Linked DNA regions of Sus scrofa: region 2 is linked to region 1. The links are chromatin contacts, called in public Hi-C maps. All regions are on one chromosome and are shown on one strand. The core of a region is the stretch at or near the end of the contact, and the rest is flanking DNA. Distances in the headings are between cores, read along the strand shown.

Region 1 (7,009 bases), core at 1,908-4,407:
GGAACTGGATTTAGCACTACAATGGTGATAAACACAGAGGGCCACAGAAACAAATGAAGGACACCTGGCCTAGGTAGCAGAGAGGGCGCACAGATGAGGGGCACCTGGCTTAGGCTGGAGAAGGGGAGGGAGCTATCATCAGGGCAGGACTCCTGGGTGTGGCATCTGATTTAAGGCTTATAAACCCCCATTTTCTCATTTGAAAAATGTGGCTAACAGTACCTACATCATTGGACAGTTGTAAGGATTTGATGAAATGGTTCACATAAAGTATTACCACCGTGCCTGACACAGAAATTATGCTCATCCAGCCTTAGTTTGAAAGAAAAGTCTGCTCCAACACTAAACCTCAACACCTGTGCCTAGCAACACACCTGCTTAACTACCGCTCCTTTAACAGACACCAGCTTCACAATTACACAGAGTACTGGTTTTAATCAACCTTTAATTTTTAATGAATGTTGAGTCCCGCTCTGCATGTTCAGTCTAATTCCTGGATCATCTAGACCCTCTTCTCCCTTACCCAAAATGCACAGTTCTCTGGCATTCCTGGTATAAAATACAGCCGTTTTCTTAGTCTTCTGATAGAGAAGGTATAAAAGAAAACAACCACTGGGTTTTTAATATGAGCCCGGCAGTCACGTTGATGCTGTGTTTATTGCTAATGATGACCCTGTAACATGTAGTCCTCGCCATTTTACCCTCAGGGAAAAGTGAGGGTGAAAGAAGTATTCTGTACAAAGTTTCAGAGTCAGTAGACAAAAGAGCTGGAATCTGAATCCAAATCTGTTTCCACAGTGTCAGCCTGACTGGGCCACACAGTACAGAGATGAGGCAAGAAAGTTCAGGCAGTCAGAGCAACTCTCCTGCTCCCCACCCCAAGGCTGTCCCACACCATGCAGCCTATTTAGACTTAAGACTTCACCTCAGTCTTGAACACCCTCAGCTAAGTCCGTGCTTTCCTGTCAGGATGGAACGGACAGTCAGCAGTAACCAAAGTTCTGTTTCCTCCAAAAAACTACTAGCTGGCACCTAAGTAGATGGTTTCCTGACCACTGGTCCATCTTCATTCCTGCCGGCAGGCTGAAGCCACGCAGTCACCATAAATCACAACCACTCGCTTTTTGTAACTTCTCTCTTCATATTCTCTTTCAGCCTCACCACAAGTAAAGCTCACATTTTCCCCAAGCCTAAGTTTGAATCACCAAGCAGTCTAGTTTCAAGATCAAGAAAGCTATCTTCATACTAATTTCACGTGTTAGCATAGGTTCTCTTGCCAAGTGCTCAGATACACAGCAACAGGTTGCACAAAACACACCTGAGGCCTGCAATGTTCAAGAGCAAGACAGAGACCCGATGCCTAGTCATCTGAACTTCCACTTGTTGGATTTTCATGTTGATTCCGACACTGACTTGACTCCTATCTGGCAAGTTTCTGAACAGCTCTGTAACAAGAATAGTAAGAAGCTTCACAAGTATACTCTGCGACATTAAGGTGGCTTTTGTAAAGTGTTTCTAAGTACTATTGAAATCCAAGTTTACAACGCTTTACTTGGAAGCAGGAGCTAAGCTTGGAGTGCCTCTTTAATCCCAATGCTTCCCAGACTACGTCTTTTTACTCCCAAGCTTCTTAGGCTCTTAAATGGAGCATGCTTCTCTTTCCCCTCATTTCCACAAAAATCAACAATTAACAGTGTGCTCATCCAACTCTTCCGTTTTCATTATCATAAGCAAACTTTTTCTAGTCTCAGGGCTTCTGCAGTCAATTAGATACATTTTGTGAATGGAGGCCTAAACTGGTCGCCCAGGAGGCTAGGCAAAGGTCACACTGCAGGAATATGGACTGGACAAGAGATGCAATACTTGAATAACTATTAGATTTCACCCATAAGGTCCTTCCCCTTTCAAACTTCCCCAGCATAATTCTCAAAATGCTGAAATAAACACATTCCTCAGACTTTCTTGGAAGCAGGTTTAAAGTGTCCTAGGAAAGCTGTTTTAAGGAACAGCCTAAGCTGTTAACTTTGTTTCTAAGTGCCCTTAAACAATTCTATTACTCATAGAGAAAAAGTGAACATTTGTTAGTGATTAAAGATAAGGCATCTCCTGTTCTGGAACTGAGGAAGGGAGAGGCCAAAAGAGGACCTGGCTGGGAGGGGAGATAGAGTCCAAAGCAACACACCCAAATGGGACTGCGTACAAGTTGCACTTTCCAAAGTCAATTTCTAGGTCTAGAAAGAGGGTAACAATGTTTCAATGGGTTCTGAAGTCAGATGTATCAACAATTTCCCCGGAAAACTAACCCTCCACCAGGGACACCAGATGAATGAATGAGGGAATTTGCCAGATTGGATTACTAAACCTTTCCAACGATTATCAACATCAGGTGCTCAGTTACAGCACAGAGGTATCTTCCCTCACAGCCTTTGGCCCCTGCTGTGAGGAGACTTTCAGAGACTGAAGGGAGAAACAGGAGGAGAGAGAAAAGGGCCTTTCTCCCCAGGACATTCAGACCTTAAGTCCTTAAGTGGCCTCTCCCTCGGAAAACCTTACGCGACTTTTTATGGGGGCCCGCAGGCCTTCAGCAGCCAGGCTGCCACCTCAGGACCTGCCCAACTCTCAGGGGCGGCCCAAACACACAACACCCTTGGGGAAGTTGCTTCCGGAGGTTCCTCGCCCTCCCCCCAACACTTGTGTGACCGTTTTCAGAGGCTCTCCGTAACCCGGGGGGAGGGGGCCACCTTGTAATCTCAAGCTGTTTCAGCCCTCAGGTGAGGAGAAGGCACCTGACCACCCGCGCCCTTGCACCCCGCGCGCACCCCGCCCCCGCGCCTCCCTGGATCGTCATGGCAACAGTCCCCCTTCCCGCGTGACGCCGGCACGCGGGGCGCCCCTCAGGTCCCGGCAACAAGTCCCCCGCGCGGCCCGCGGCCTGCAGCCCTTGCCCGGCCTCGCCTCCCCTCGCCCGGCCCGGCTCCGCCCGGCCCGGCCGCACTCACTTGATCCTGGAGCCCATGGTCCCCGGGCCTCCTCATGGGCCCGCGGGCCCCGCTCGGCGCTGCGCTGCCCGCCCGCCCGCGGCCGACCGGCCTCCCTCCGGCGCTCTCCCCGCCCCTTCCTCCCTTCCCTCAGGCTGGGCCCGCCCGCTCGAAGCTCCCTCCCTCGCCGCCGCCGCCTCCCGGGGTTAATGTACTCGCTTCAGCCGGGCGAACGCCATGGTCGCCGGCGCGCGTGCCCGGCGCGCGCCGCCCCCTCCGCCTCTCACACGGCCGCCCCCTCCCGCCCGCGCCGCCGCCGCCCACGGGGGCTGCTGGGAAGTGTAGTCCGCTTGCGGGAGGCGGGGCCGCCTGAAGGCTGTGGGGGGTGGGCGGGGACGACGCTTCCGCCCGAGTGGACGCCCGGAGCTCCGTGGCCGGTCCCTTCCGGGTGCAGGCCCCTGAAGGCCTTCATTCCCAGTTGTCCTGTTGACTCGAAGACCTTCATCCCATAGAGACCGTCAAGCTCACCTGAAGAAACCTTCACTCAATTCCTCTCCTATGGAGTCCTCCCCTCCCAGGAGCTTGGGTGTAGAGATAATCTGTCTCCCACTCAGGCTTCCATGAACACACAAGTTTCCCTTTGAAAATCGTATACCTTCCAGTAAGTTCCTCAGGGGAGCCATAGACCTACTTCTGTCACACTAGCCACTTCCCTAACGTGTGTCTTGATGGAACCTTTAAGGAGATCTCACGTACCCACAGGAAAGCCACCTGGGAGCTTCATAGGACGCCTTGAGTGGCTCTGCTCTGCCCCTACCCTTGACCTCAGCCTCCCTTCATCAGCCATTTGGGGGGCTCCAATGCAGAAATCTCATGCCACCGTAACAGTACAGATGGAGATTAAGGCAATGCAAAGGAAGGTACTTAAGAACCAAGATCATCAACCTGCTCCTCCTTGGGGTTCACTTTCATGAACATTCCAATATCATCCCCTCTAGGCCCGCAGGAATCACAAAGGAAGCAATCATGATCGCTTTCATTAGCTACCTTTCAATGTGTGAGTGATTGAGTATCCTCTCTCAATCAGGTGCTATATTTCCTCTACCTGGTTAGAACCAATCCTCCCAGTAATCTTGTGAGTTTATCCCCGCTCCTCCCAAAGAGGAAACTGAGGCATGTGCTCAAGGTTACATAAGTAGCAACTGGTGGAATGGAGATGAGCATCCAGACTGAGAAATTCCAGACACCTGACATAGTTTGCCCACAGGTGAGAAGATGCTGTGGGTTCATGGTTCCCTTTTGAAATTAGGCTCTTCTTTTTTACAGTTTTCTGTTCTGAAATACCATTCATCTCGTCTGCCATTTTAGCTCTTATAAATTCGTGGAGTGTCTCCCTACCCCACAGTCACCACAGTAACTAGTCCCAACCGGGCAGAGAGCAAAGAAAGCAAGAACTCCTTTGAGAGTTACATTCTGGATAAAGATAATGTTTCTCTTTTGCCTATGCCCTGAGGTTGTTGAAGGCATAGGATGAACTTTTTTGAATTAAAATAAACAAAGTGGAAAATGTCCAAACTGCCTTTTCGAATTCAAAGTCTCTTGCACCCAGACACCAACACTGACTTATAAACATCCCCAGGAGCAAAGCTCTGCTAGACAGAGGCAGGGCCTCTGTAGTGTTTATTCACCTTGTTTCCTATGAACCCTCTCCAAGGAACAGTTGTTATCAAGATCTTCCCTGGAATGAGCAGCCAGTTCAAAAGCTCTGAGCAGGAGACTATAAATAAAACAAAATTATTTGGTGGAGGGGAAAGCTGGCTGTTTTTCAAAGGATGTTGTAGCCATCCTGGCCACAGAAATGTCTGAGTGTCTGCTGGGTGAGGTGGTGGTGGTGGTGGTGGTGGTGGTGGTGTGTGCGTGATGCAGGGAGAGACTGGAGGGGGAGGCCTGTGAATCTGTCCAGGTGGCCTCTGAGACTACGGGGTGGTCTGGGGAGAGAACATTGAGCGGGGAGTTAGGAGTCTGGCTTCTCATGCTAGCTGCTTCTCCAACACATTTGAAGCAAAAGATTTTAAGCAAATGTCTGCTTCAGTTTCCTCCTGGTAGAAGGAATATAGGAGGAGTTCACATCATAAGAGAGAGGGTGATATAGGAATTAAGCGGGCAGGCTCTGGAGCCAGACTGCCTGGGTTCAAATCTCAGCTCGGCCTCTTACTAAATATGTGCCCTTGAGTAAATTATTCCCTTTCCCTGTGCCTCAGATTCTCTGTCTGTAAAATGGAAATTATAGTCATAGATCTATCTTATGGAAATGGCATGGAGATTAAATGAGTTAATGACACTTATAAAGTACATAAACAGTGACTAGCATGTGGTAAGCCTTTAAAAATTATCTGCAATTTAAAAAATACTGTGTAATGGAAACAACCCAAATGTCCATCAACAGATGATTGGATTCGGAAGATGTGGTATATATACACAATGGAATACTACTCAGCCATAAAAAAGAACGACATAATGCCATTTGCAGCAACATGGATAGAACTAGAGAATCTCATCCTGAGTGAAATGAGCCAGAAAGACAAAGACAAATACCATATGATATCACTTATAACTGGAATCTAATATCCAGCACAAATGAACATCTCCTCAGAAAAGAAAATCATGGACTTGGAGAAGAGACTTGTGGCTGCCTGATGGGAGGGGGAGGGAGGGGGTGGGAGGGGGGAGGGAGGGAGGGGGAGGGAGTGGGAGGGATCGGGAGCTTGGGCTTATCAGACACAACTTAGAATAGATTTACAAGGAGATCCTGCTGAATAGCATTGTGAACTATGTCTAGATACTCACGTTGCAACAGAAGAAAGGGTGGGGGAAAAATGTAATTGTAATGTATACATGTAAGGATAACCTGACCCCCTTGCTGTACAGTGGGAAAATAAAAAAAAATAAAAAATAAAAAATAAAAAAATTAAAAAAAACTGTGTAATAACATATATGGGAAAAGAATCTGAAAAGGAATGGATGCGTGTATATATATAACTGATTTACTTTGCTGTAACCTGAAACTAACGTAACTTTCTAAGTCAACTATACTCCAATACAATTTATTTTAAAAATAATAGAGGAGTTCCCGTCGTGGCTCAGCGGTTAATGAATCCGACTAGGAACCATGAGGTTTCGGGTTCGATCCCTGGCCTTGCTCCGTGGGTTAAGGATCCAGCATTGCTGCGAGCTGTGGTGTAGGTTGCAAACGTGGCTTGGATCCTGCATTGCTGTGGCCTTGGTGTAGGGCGGCGGCTACAGCTCCGACTAGACCCCTAGCCTGGGAACCTCCATATGCCGAGGGAGCAGCCCTAGAAATGGCCAAAAAAAAAAAAAAAAATTATTAGCAATTATTATATACAAGACACTTAGCACAGTTCGACATTTATTTTTATTTTTTTAATTTTTAAATTTTTTTTTTTTATTTTTAGGGCCGCGCCTGCAGCATATGGAGGTTCCCAGGCCAGGGGTCGAATCGGAGCTGTAGCCGCCAACCTACGCCACAGCCACAGCAACTTGAGATCTGAGCTGCATCGGCGACCACACCACAGCTCACAGCAACGCTGGATCCTTAACCCACTGAGCAACACCAGGGATCGAACCCACAACCTCATGGTTCCCAGTCAGATTCGTTAACCACTGAGCCATAATGGGAACGCCGCATTTATTATTAATTGTAATAATCTTCATAATAAATAGTCCTTTACTTGGATTCAGGAGACCCGAGTTCCCAACCCAGAATGTAATTTTTTATGCTCTTAAAAAATTAGAATTCTGCTCAGCTGTAATGATAGAAGACTGAAATAACAGTTGCTGGGGGAAAAAAAAAAAGTTTCTCTCACATAAGGTCTAGAGATGAACATTCCAGAGCTGATATGACTTGTAGACTTGTTTTCTGTCCCTCAGGCTGTGACCTCTTTGAGGATGGGGACCTGGAATTCTACATTATGGCTCCTCTCTTCCCCACTTTCCCACTTTCTGCCTCTTGG
Region 2 (7,009 bases), core at 2,223-4,722, 78 kb after region 1:
GCGTGGAGGGAGAGCTTTTGTTCTGAGTTAGTCACGGTGGCCGGCTGGAGGCTGCTACCTCATTATGCGCTGGGTCTGCCTGTCTGCGAGGAAGCAGATGGTGGGGAGGTAGGCAGCGGCGAGAGTAGCCAGACCTGAATTCCGTTCACCTGTCACCTCCCACAAAAGGCAGGTCCGAGGGACTTAGGGAGTCTCGGTCCCTGTCTGGGGGGAGGGGCGTCGAGCTGCCGCGGTTCCCGAAGCCTCCGCAGCTTCCATTTACCTGCGGATGCCCGCTCCCCCACCCCCTGCCATCCCCTCGGCTGCGGCTTCTCGCACCGTGTAAATGTCACTCACGTGTCAGGATGTGTGTGTTTACAGCCTGTTCCTCTCCTTGTTTAGTCTCCGCGGACAGGGCTCAGCGGCTGTGCGATGTCCCCCTGCAGCTGGGGGAGATTAGCAAAGTTACCGGCCTCTGAACCCCCGGGCTGGGGAGCCCCCAGATCCCGCCCCGCCGCGGGAAATGGGTTTGAATCTTTTGCAGACCGGAGCGCGTCCTAGCCTGACTCGGAGGGATAAATAGGCGGGCGCACCCGGCGGGAATCCTGACTGCTAGGAAATTTAGGATCGGTCAGCAATGGGTGTGGGCTGCAGGTCAGAGAGGTGGCGAAGAAAGCGTGTGCTTACAGATATGAGAGAAATGAAGAGCCGCACGCTGTGTTTCCACGTTTCTTGGGAAGCCCGCGGCAAGAGTTACTGAGTGCCCCTCCCCGCCCCCCGCAGCTCCTAGGGCAGCCCCTGGAGTTCTCAAAAACGTATTGCATCCATCCAGCCTGGGCACAGAGCTGCACCAAGGACAGACGCTCCAGCATTGTTACAATTTTCTCCTACCAGTTGAGCCACCTCCAGATGAACCCCAGTGACTCCCAGATTAGATTTTCATTCCCTTCTTTCTTTGAAAGAAAGTGCCCCAGATGCGTCAGTAAAACATGCTTGTTTATGTGTGTAGGCGTCCGTGTGCCTGGGCGCCAGCCGTGTGCAGGCGCCAGAACACACGGCTGTGTGAACGCTCGCACACACGAGTCTTTGGGTTTATGGTCCTTACCTCGCTTTGGGGCATCTGTGCACATGCAGCGAGTACACACTTACTTGGAACTTTAAGAGTTTTTGCAAATACACAAAACACGGCCTCGTAGACTCGTGCACAAAGCTTTAGGTAGAATAGCCTGAGCGAGCAATTGTACATACGACTGTGCAATTTTCCAGTTTACAGAGGCATCCTTTTGCCTGGTACTGTACTGTACTTACACTTGATGTGCACGTGCTAGCTCTGCATTCCTGCTGGCCCTGTTTTTGCCAACAAAGACGAACATGTGCATTTGCGCATATGAACATGCACTGCTTGGGTATTACAAGCAGAGGTATATTTGTCTGAAATTTATGTATGGTATGTGGAAAGTATGATTTTGTGCTGCTTCAATTCTATGCCCTCTAAGATAAACTGCACATCTCCTGACTAGTCCCTTCCCTCCTGCTGGTAAGCAAGTCACTTCACACAGACCTGCCTCCAGAGCAGAGTCAGGAGATGGGACTCTGTAACTGACTAGCTCATTCAGTTTTTCTCTACGTTCACTTTTTGTTTCCTAAATCCAGCTTCACCACCCACCCTAGAATCACTCCCAGGAGACTCTCGGTTGAGCCTGAAGTCTGGAATGGCCGTTGGGATTTACATGGCACACCAGGGTGTTGGTCCTTGGCGAAAAGGTGCAGGCAGGTGTCAGGATGGAGTCCCTTCTCTAACTGTATTGTGGCATGATGTACCCAACAGAGATTGGGCCTGTGATCCTTAATAACCTCGCTGCTGTTGCCTAAGGTAGCTCAAGTGAGAAAGTTTTTAGAGGGAGGAGATGGAAGGGGAAAAGGGAATGATGGGAGAATTTGCTTAGTGCCTACTATGTTCCAGGCAGTTTACACCCGTGATCTCTTTCGCTCATCACATCCATGTGGACAGGGCTTTCTTGACCCTCATTTAAAGATCAGAAACAGGCTTCCGGGAAGTGAAGTCATTTGCCTAAGGTTACACTGAAAGTAAATGGAAGAACTAGGATCTTAAGCCATGCCTTTCACAGTCCCAAAGCCATGCTTTCGCCCACTCTTCCTGGCTGGAAAGAGACCTAGAAGAGTGAGAAGGAGCTGCACTGCTGGGCCTTTAATTGGGCCCTAGCTCGCTGGAAGCGAGGATAACTGGCTGGCCCCACTCCCCGGGAGCCACGGCTCCCGCCGATTCTTGCCTCTCTGGCTCTGCTGGGTCCGCAGGAGGCCTGCGCGGTAGTCCGCAGCCCGCGGCGCGAAGCTTGGGCCAAAGGAAGAACTCGGCGGGAAGCGGCCGAGGGCTCCCCCAGCTCTGCTCCGGACCTGCCTTCTCAGGCCTCCCCAGCCGGTGCGCGAGGAGTGGCTCCGGGCCGAGGGGAGACTGGAGGGAGACTTCCTCAAGCATCCTTTAGTGGCTGCGTCTTCTTAGGATGGAGATGGCGGGGAGAGAGGGTTTAATTTTCCTTCCCAAAGAAATTACAGGAAACAGTTCGTAGCTTAAAACTCCAAACCCCGCGCTCTCCCTCCTCCCTCCCGCCCCCGCCCTCCAGCCTCGCCCACCAGCTCCCACCATCTCTTCGCTCCTCTCCTCCTCTTGCTGCTCCCCTCCCTCTCCGGTCTCCCGCCTTCCCGGAGCACGCGCTGCCAGGGCCCGGGGTGCCGGGCGGCCAATGGGGCGGCGGCAGGACGTGATGTCAGGCGCGGCTGTAGAAAAGGCGCGGACGCTTGGCTGGCGCGGACTGCAGAGCCGGGGCTGGGCTCGGCGCGCTCTTGGAGAGCCTTGCGCGCGGCTGGGCCCGCGGCCGGCGGCTCCTCCTCCTACTCTGCTCCTCCTCCTTTTTCTCCTCCTCCTCCTCCACCTCCTCCTCCACCTCCTCCTCCTCCTCTTCCTCCTCCTCCTCTTCAATTCTCCCGGTGTCTCTGCTCGGCTCGCTGGCTTCGGAGAAATCCCCACTCCAGTAGCCGACCCAGCGCCTAAGCGGGTCGCCTTGGGCTAAGGGCACACCCTGGGGAGGGGAGAGGTCTAGGCAGCTGGGCCGCCGCGGGCACCTAGTCGCACCCCGGTGAGCCCCGACTGCAGCCGTCGCCGCCTCGGGCAGACTTTGCGCTTCTGCTTTGCGCCCGGGGCGCCGAAGCCGGGCCGGCGATGCCCGCAGCGTGAAAGCGCCCGCGGCGGGTGGCGACCTCTGCCCTGGTCTCCCACCCCCTCCCGCACAGCACCCCCCCCCCGCCCCCTGCCCTTGTGACCCTGGCTTTGGCGCCGCCGCCCAGGCGCCCCGCGATGTAGCTGCCCTAGCGCCTCGGCGGGAGGCGTCCTGGCCCGCGGGCGCCCAGGGCCCGGAGCCCGGCCTGGGGGCGCAGCCGAGCTCGGGCGGGGCCGGGGCCGCGGTGGCGATGCACCGGGCCCGTTAGCGCGGGGAGCGCCAGGCAGCTGAGGCGGGGGCAAGCCCTCCCGCGGAGGAGCCGCGCCCCCGGCCCCGCCGGTCCCGCCGCGATGCTGTTCCACAGTCTGTCGGGCCCCGAGGTGCACGGGGTCATCGACGAGATGGACCGCAGGGCCAAGAGCGAGGCTCCCGCCATCAGCTCCGCCATCGACCGCGGCGACACGGAGACGGTAGGCGCACGGCTGCGGGGTCGGGGCGAAAAGCTGGGATGGGGCCGGTTCGGTCTGCGCCTCTGCTCTCCTAAGTTTGGGGGCACTTTGGAGAGCGTCCTTCGTGCCGCACGGGACTGGACGCTGGGGATCCGCGGACAGGATGCGAGGCCCGTAGCTCCCGGCTCAGGGGAAACCCGGCTGCTGGGGCGGAGGAGGGAAACAAGGTTGAAACCGAAATTTCAGACCCTCAGGGTGGAAGAGAGGATTTCTCCCGAAGTGGGAGCGAAGTCCTACCCGAGGCCCGGATGGCTCTCTTCTCACTTTTCCCGGCTTTTCGGTCGCCAGCCTCCGCGCTCTCCTCCACCACCGGCTCTGGCTACTGGCGCCGCCGCCTGAGGCGCGGGGAAGGACGAACCAACCGGCAGCACTGGGGCTCCAGCCGACTTGGGCCGTTCCCTGCTTCCTGGCGATCAGGTTCCCTCCCTAGCACAGTTTCACGGGTCGGAGTCCTCTGGGCCAGCGCTTTTTCGTTGATCGCGTCTTGGGCCTCCTGGCTGGTCCGACTTGGCCGGGTTAGCGCCGGGAGTTCAGGCTCTGGCCTGGCCCTTGTGGAAGGAGAGTCCAGTCGGATCTCCACACCTGGCTCCACCAGCTCAGCCCCAAATAGCCAGTTCCTTGCCTCAGACGTCTCTGGGGGCCAGAGGAGCAGACACTGTCCAAGCCGGGCCCAGAAGTGACCTTTAGAGGCAGAGGAGGTGGGGAGCACGAGCGAAGCTTCTCGCTTGGAAAGGAAGAGCAGCAGCTCCAGCGCCTCTGCTTCTGAACTTGTCTTCTGGAGTTAAACCCTCTCAGCCTGTCAGTTTGGTTAGGGGAGGATTTGAATTGGGCCTGTCGTGCACTCAGAGACTTTGAGGGTGCCCATGCACCCCACTCACCATCTCTCAGCACCCAAGAGGGCCCCAGCCAGTGGGGCAGAGGTGGTGGAGGGGCAGAGGTTGAGCGATTTGCCCTGGCCTAAACCTTCCGCTTAAGGATCCAGAGATCACTGGGGTTAGGGGCCAGGAACTCCACCACGTCTCTGGAGAGGAGTCTGTGTGGAGGTTGACTTTTAATGGCCATCATACCTCTTTTCCTGGGGCCCAGCAGAGTGGCTCCTTTAAGAAACAATTTGAGGGGGAGATTTTGGAGGGCTTGGCTGAAGTAGCCATCACTGCTCCAGCCCCCAAACGCTGCATGAACCTTTCTGAGAAAAGAGCAAAAGCGACAGGAAGGGGGAGAAGTAAGCAGAAAGATCTATCCAGGCCAGTCCCGGGTCCTGGGCCCGTGGCCGGCTTGGGCCCGTGGGCCGGCGTAGGTTCTGAGCCCCCCACCTCCCGGATATGGGCCTTTTGGGGTGGAGAAAGCACCCTGCACACCCTGGCGCCCTCCTCCCCCGTGTTTAGGGCTAGCGGGAGCCACGGAGGGAGCTTCAGGTGCCCGTTTCCGCGCCGGCGCCGCCGCCGCCGCTGCCGCCGCCGCCGCCGCGGGGTCGCAGGCTGACGCAGGCGCTTCGGTCTTGCGCCTCCCTCCCTCCGCAGACCATGCCGTCCATCAGCAGTGACCGCGCTGCGCTGTGCGCCGGCTGCGGGGGCAAAATCTCGGACCGCTACTACCTGCTGGCGGTGGACAAGCAGTGGCACATGCGCTGCCTCAAGTGCTGCGAGTGTAAACTCAACCTGGAGTCGGAGCTCACCTGTTTCAGCAAGGATGGAAGCATCTACTGCAAAGAAGACTACTACAGGTAACCCCCGCCTCGGGACCCACTGCCCTGGGCACCCTGGACCCCGCATCTCAAAAACAATCTTGTCCAGTTGCCTTCCCTGCAGTCCCAAGGGAGGGCTCCCTTACCTAGGTCCTCCCTTCTTCAAGCCAGTTCAAAATGGGTGGCATCCTTTTTAAACAGCAATTTGAGGGAACTCTTGGAAAGATCTGTGAAGTGTAGGGACCCAGAGCAAAGCAGAAGCTGCCCTCTTCTTAGCTCAGAGCAAAAATAAGCTTGGGATGGGTGGTCCTTGCCCCCTTCTCCCTTTGAAGTTTCTTGGGTCCACTAGAGGGAACGAAAGAAGCACCCCCAAACCCAGGCAGTCTCGGCTGGTGTGGAACAAAGTTGGAAGGAGAACTGGGGGAGCGGATTGGGTGCATTTCCGGGTCTTTCCTGGAGATGGGAGTGAAAGCTGGCCAGGATTAAAGAACCGGAATCACTAACAGACTCCAGGTTCCTTGTTTCTCCTCTCTGGGTTTAGGGTTAGGTCTGTTTATTTCCTCCTCTCTCTCTCATCCTGCCTCTGCATCCCTGTCTCTGTGTTTCTTACAAATTGCAAAGGTCTGCAGGATGCCCCGGCACAGGGTGGAGGGTAGGGGAAGAGGTTGAGGAAGGGGTAAGTGCGAAGTTTCTGATCACTCCCGAGCAAAGGCTTTCCTGGGGCTTACTCAGACTCTGGGTAAAGCAAAGCCTTTGTAGGCATGAAAATGGTTAAGGGAAACTATATTTCATGGTAGGACCAGACCTGGGCCAAAATCTAGTTCCCTCTAACCCCCTTCCTCTAAGTTATCCTAGTTGCCCATTTTAAGGAGTGGATTTTGGCCAGTGGCAGCAGTGGCACCTGGAGGAGGGATATGGGGGGGTACCCAACCGTGTGTCCCCACAGTCCCTCCCTCGATGGTCCCTACAGGCGGTTCTCTGTGCAGCGCTGCGCCCGCTGCCACCTGGGCATCTCGGCTTCGGAGATGGTGATGCGAGCTCGGGACTTGGTTTATCACCTCAACTGCTTCACGTGCACCACATGTAACAAGATGCTGACCACGGGTGACCACTTCGGCATGAAGGACAGCCTGGTCTACTGCCGCTTGCACTTCGAGGCGCTGCTGCAGGGCGAGTACCCCGCGCACTTCAATCATGCCGACGTGGCGGCTGCAGCAGCGGCAGCTGCAGCGGCCAAGAGTGCGGGGCTGGGTGCAGCCGGGGCCAATCCTCTGGGTCTTCCGTACTACAATGGCGTGGGCACGGTGCAGAAGGGGCGGCCGAGGAAGCGGAAGAGCCCCGGGCCCGGTGCGGATCTGGCGGCCTACAACGCTGGTGAGTGCGAGGCGCCTCAAGTGCCCCGACGGGTTGAGGGAAAGTGCACGGCATCAGTGGCTGAGAACAGAGTGAATTTCGGTGCGCTTTACATGTATACTTATAGCACTCTGGCTATTCCAGCCTTTAGCCTGTCCAGGCCCTAAGCACAGGACGACCTGGCGGAAGGGACGTTAGCTCCCTGGGTTCCAGCCCGTGTGTCCCTGGCTGGAGCGGGAAGGAAAGGG

The links. Hi-C and Micro-C count contacts between places; a contact is called where the count stands out from the background.
Region 2: a Hi-C map of brain shows a contact between it and region 1, with 2.4 times the contacts expected there. The contact joins the promoter of LHX2 here to the promoter of DENND1A in region 1. A contact is called at or near these places in 2 of 47 Hi-C or Micro-C datasets (brain and epiblast stem cells).

The regions. Positions count from the first base shown.
Region 1 is chr1:264,820,194-264,827,202 of Sscrofa11.1, forward strand. It overlaps DENND1A (DENN domain-containing protein 1A), which reads right to left and starts at 3,158. Exons shown (of 24, transcript XM_021074670.1): 1 at 3,000-3,158. The coding sequence starts at 3,016.
Region 2 is chr1:264,897,459-264,904,467 of Sscrofa11.1, forward strand. It overlaps LHX2 (LIM homeobox 2), which reads left to right and starts at 3,473. Exons shown (of 5, transcript NM_001170519.1): 1 at 3,473-3,685; 2 at 5,245-5,447; 3 at 6,379-6,782. The coding sequence starts at 3,566.